2 separate regions of the Danio rerio genome follow, and region 1 is linked to region 2. A link is a contact called in public Hi-C data. All regions are on one chromosome and are shown on one strand. Each heading gives the region's core, a stretch centred on a gene start, on an enhancer-like site or on the middle of the called end of the contact. The rest is flanking DNA. Distances are from core to core; before and after follow the strand shown.

Evidence for each region. Hi-C and Micro-C count contacts between places; a contact is called where the count stands out from the background.
Region 1: a contact with region 2 is called in a Hi-C map of embryo, with 1.6 times the contacts expected there. The contact joins two enhancer-like sites. A contact is called at or near these places in 2 of 18 Hi-C or Micro-C datasets (embryo and an unstated tissue).

What each region holds. Positions count from the first base shown.
Region 1 is chr4:10,661,158-10,663,857 of GRCz12tu, reverse strand. It overlaps flncb (filamin C, gamma b (actin binding protein 280)), which reads right to left. Exons shown (of 46, transcript XR_012401929.1): 3 at 1,029-1,126. Among named protein-coding and RNA genes, the nearest start is that of flncb, 31 kb to the right of the region's middle. Within about 2 kb of position 1,352, at least 4 of the 62 cell types and tissues checked have an H3K27ac peak or open chromatin away from gene starts, as enhancers often do.
Region 2 is chr4:10,605,363-10,608,062 of GRCz12tu, reverse strand. ccdc136b (coiled-coil domain containing 136b) reads right to left here. Exons shown (of 10, transcript XR_660714.5): 6 at 1,371-1,488; 7 at 374-641. Among named protein-coding and RNA genes, the nearest start is that of flncb, 24 kb to the left of the region's middle. Within about 2 kb of position 1,317, at least 8 of the 62 cell types and tissues checked have an H3K27ac peak or open chromatin away from gene starts, as enhancers often do.

The DNA.
Region 1 (2,700 bases), core at 103-2,602, 56 kb before region 2:
ACTGGAAATAGCTCTAAACGGTATTTAACACAGCAGAAAGGCAGAGGTGGAAATTGAACAAGAGACCAACAGGGACGGGGCGATATATATGCACCTTGTTATTAAAATCCAACTTAAAGCTTTACCTGTACCATTGCAGAGATCTCTGTGACATATTGCTTTCTCTTGAGAGACTCTATCAATCTTAAGTACTCGGACACAGACGTTTAAGTGTATTCTTTTAATTATGCTGAAAATGATTTCTGCATAGTAGGTTCAATAAGGTTTTCAAATCTTTAAGATGACCATCTACTGTACTAACAGTTGGCAAAGGATTTTGAATGAAATATCTTAGCTAAAACTAGATGTTATTTGATCAGAAACACGATTAAAACTGTAATATTCAGGAGTACTATCATTTAAAATACTGATAAGTAGCTTAATACATTTTAAAATTCATTCTTAATCTTTCAAGTCTTACTACTGTTATTGCAAAGCTGAAATCCCAGCACATTTTTAAAAATATATTTCGATGCTAATTAGCTTCTCAAAAATATTATTATTCATTATTAGTGTTGAAAACAGTTGTGCTGCTTAACATCTTTGTTGAAACCATATATTTCTCTCGACAAATAAAACTTTTATTGTAAAAAAAAAGTAATATATTGCAACATTAAAAATGAATCAATTAAATGCAAACTTGCTGAATAAACGTATATTGCAGACATCAATATTGTAATATTGCTCACTGAGAGATGTGATCAGATTTCAAACTATCTGGAAAAGTGGCTCTGACTTTTATTTAATAATTTTTTTTATTACTTTTTACACTAAAGACTAGTGTTAAATATGCAAACAAATAAATATTTAAATATAAATTGTACAAGACCACAAATTCTTTTACATACTTGGAATCAAAATAATGAAGTCATAATACAATTTCAGTAGTTAATATTTACTTCTTAAAGTCATCGCTGGCCTACAAATAACCCAGTTTTGTCTTGATAAATAGAAGTTATATTAATAATTTGCCTTAATATTAGATGTACCTGAGGCACACCAAGCCAATCGTCGGCTTGCTGCATGGCTTCTCTTGCATTTTCCACAGGCTGACTCGGATCCCATGTTTCCCAGTCCGGACACAGGCCTTAAATGAACACAAAGACAATTATTAGCAATCATTCACCAGTTAGTTTCTAAATCTGAGTATCTTTAGGCCTACAACGTACTGTATTACTTTAAAATCTTTCTGCTGTAGAGATATCATTCCCACTGTTCCACTGCGGGGATCTAATAAACCATGGACTTTTGTTTATCTTGACCCTAAATGCTCTCAAATGAGCAGTTTCCCGTCACTTCACCCTTTTTTCCAGCCTTTAATAAGCGCCGTGAGGCTCAAGCACCGAATGCTTTCCTGAAGCAAACACACACCATAGTGTCTGGTGTAACACTGTTATTATATGCTGGATTACACTCAAAGACTAAGAGGTGTTTAGTTCAAATGGAACCAGAGAGCCTTGAAACCACAAGACTCCTCAGTGATTGCCAAAATGTTAATATCAGATCTAGGTTTGTTTTCCAAGATCCTCCAGCGCAGCGGTTCCATACTTGAATCAGACGGTGAGTATCTATAACAGGCCTCCTCCTGCTGAAAAACCTTTAATTTAACATTTTTAATGCATTTAAACGTGCCAAGAGGGGTATTTACTGTTCCCCAAAGATCCAAGATGGTGGAACAAGGAAAACAGAGCTACTGATAATAGCGGAAAACAAATTAAATAGAGGAAACTACAGGGGAGGTAAACAAAAATACGAATTTAGCCACAGATACAGTTTGTGTGCAGCAATGGCAGCGAGAGACCTTGCAAATACAGTTTATTTTTTAATCATTATATAATGTAACCTGAATTTAACCCCTATTTAAAATAAATTGGAAATATGTATACAGTGAGTCAACTGAAAACTTTTAACCCTTTAACTGCCTGTTCCAACACATGGTTGACCGTACTGACTATGCTGTTTTAAATAATGGTTTACACTGCACAGCATTGTTGGCTTACAAAAAAATCAAACAAACATAATCATGTTGCACTACTACACTCAATTTTGGTTTTATTGTTAAAAAAAAAAAAAAAGAAAGCATGTTAAATAAGAATCTGAAATATTTTATGTCATAGTTCAAAAAATAAAGATTTGGTATTCATAAATGTTTACTTGTGATTAGATTTTAAATAAAATGGTCTTACAATTTATATTTTCAGATTTTTCATAGTATTTGTATTAATTCTGAGTACTTTTACCATAAACCGACATATCAACCATTTGGTAAAAGATGATATTTATGAAATTTATGGGATGTGTTAAAAAATGCAGTGTGTTAACTAGCGACATTAGGAGTTTTGAGAAATGCAATCCAATTTTTTTTTCCTTATGGGGGTAGTAAAAGAGTTAAAATCTAAAAAAAAAAAATTTTTAAAGCATATATATATATATATATATATATATATATATATATATATATATATATATATATATATATATATATATATATATATATAGTAGTTAACATTTGAAGTGGATTAAAAAAACACATTAAAGCAACTAATCATTTTAAAAACAAGAGGTTTACTCATTTATTTCAAGTTGTCTAATTGTTTTAAAAGCAACAAGTTTACATGCTTATTTTAAGTAAAGTCAGCTAATAATGTTTTACAGTGTAGC
Region 2 (2,700 bases), core at 68-2,567:
GTGGAGAATGTTTTTGTTATAAATTAATGGAAAAAAAACTGAAATAATTAAATAATATCAAGACAAATTTTGCACACATTTTTAAAAACAAATATATTCAAATCTTTTTTATTCTCATTTTATTCTTATATGCCTTATTTACTAACCATTAAAGTCACAGTATTGAACCTAAACATAGTAGCCAGTGAAATGTTTGATACATTATTTATACTACATTAATAATTATTTGAAACACTTTAAAATAAACATGTAAAATACATATGTTTAAATATGTTTATACACACAAATATACAAAAAGAATGAGAAATGAGAAGATATACTGTAAATATAAGAGGTAATATTAGGTATATTAAGGTAATGTATCATGCTGTACCTCTCTCTGGACCTTTGATGCTTTCTCTTCGGCTTGTTTCAGTTGATCTCGGAGAGAAAACACCTCTGAAAATCCTCCGCTCTTCCCAGTCGGGGTGATGGGTTTGCCTTCAAACGAGATGTTCTTCTGGGTATAAGCATCCACGCACTTCCCACCTTCCATTTCCAGCGTGCTGATGAAACCCTCAGCCTTCACCTCCGTCTCAACTTCATCATCTTTCTCTGTGTCGTTCTGCTGAGTTTTCAGGGCCAGGTATGAATCGGTGGAGCTATCAGGAGGAAAGTTTAAAAAAGTATAGTTCATTTATAATACAAAGATGCACACAGCAACACTGCAGCATTCGTTACCAATTCCTGCTCAATAAAAACGATCATTAAAAATCTCTCTTCACTATTGTTTACAGGAAAAAAAAGTCAAAATGATTAAAATGTGAAAAAGTATAATTATTAATAATTAATAAAGCAAATGCAAAGAAATAAAGCACTGTTTAGTTGAGATAATTATGCTTTACACTTTAAATCTCTCAAATATCCATCACGCATACAATTATAATTATATTAGTATAATATTTGATTTTATTTTGTATTATTTTCCAGAAAACCCTGTTTAAACGTGGTGATATAAAGTTTCAATTTGCAAAATGTATGTGATTGCAATAAACGTCAGCACTATCAGCTTTTCCCAAGTTTTTAGAGCTGACACGTCTAGCATTACTTAAAAAAACATAATTATATATGCATAGTTGATGTTTTAAAACAGCAGTAGGACAACTGTGGCTCCTCTCCTTGCCAATATATTTGGATTCGTTGAAATACACAGTCATTAACGTTTCATGTAGCTGCAAAGGCATTCATAGCTGCTAAATAGTTCCAGAGAGTGTGTCCATTGAGACAGATTATGGCCGAATGCTTCAGCGGTCAAGCTAACCCAATTAACAGACCGAGTCAGTGATCCTCGTTGGCTGAGTGTGTGATTGACAGGCCGTGTGGCCAATCACCTGGCTCGCTGCTGCTCCAGTATCTCCAGTTTCTCCGAGAGCTCTTTGTTGTCGTTCTTCAGAGTCTGACGCTCATCCTTTAAAGAGCGACACTCCTCCATCAGCTGGTCCACATCACCTGTTCAACCACAACATTCAACAGATGTCAGATGGAGGGAAATACACTGAATTCAGAATACTAGCATATATTAGTATTTGGGTCTTTCTAAAGTCTTGCATTATAGTTATACTTTCACAGAAATAGATGATTTACACCATCAACCAAACAGCAGGTAAACACTATATTTTTGATTTAATATGACTATGCACCACACAAATACAGCTTTGTTTTACCCACAGCGTGTACATATATTTTAGAAACATCTAGTTTTTAAACATATAGATAGATAGTGGAAGATTAAATAATTATTATCCCTCCTGCTAATTTTAAAAGTTTGAAAAGTGATGTTTAAAAGAGCAAGATTTTTTTTTTTACAATATTTTTTATCTATTACATTTTTAAATTATTTTATTTTGCTTCTGAAGAACGTCTGAATTCTGTTAGTTTGGCTGACATATTAATATTTCTTATTCAACATAAAAACGTGTAACTGCTAAAGTTATTATTAGCCAATATCACAATTTCAGTTGTCTACAAAACCACCAAAAAACCTTTACCCAAACAACTGATTATCATATGCAAGTTGTGTAATTTATATACTGTTTTGAGATAACGGATGAGATCATGTGGTCCGGAAGTGTATAAAAAGAGCATGATGCTGTGATGAAAACTGTCTGATGAAGAGCCGGTGTTAGGGCTGGGCGATTAATCAAAAAGTAATCGTAATCGACATTCAGAACCTATAATCGATCACATTTTTCCAGGACGATTTTTTCAATTACTTTCCCTACCGCATGTGGAGTCACGAGACACCGCTCCGTTAGGCTGAGGATGATTTATACTTCTGCAGCTATTTTGCAGCCACATCTGATCTCTGGTCAAGTAGGACGACGGACTCATTCTTGAGCCTGAGTTTGCACTACATTGACAACGATTGTAAGCTGCACCAGAGATGCCTTGGGACGGCATATTTTCCATTGCATTCAAATTGTTTACATTAAAATATTTGTTTACAGAAGATGCAAGAGTTATTTCATTTAGAAGAGATACTGCTTATTTTCGACTTTTAATATGAAAAACACTGAAAATAATACATTTTGTTTCCAAAAGTGCAAGTTATTTAGGCAATCTGTGTTATAAGTTTTAGTTGTTCAGCATTGATGTTTAATAAATAATCATACATAATAGTGTGTGTTTCCTTCAATTATTTTCAAGTCAAGTAATGTACCC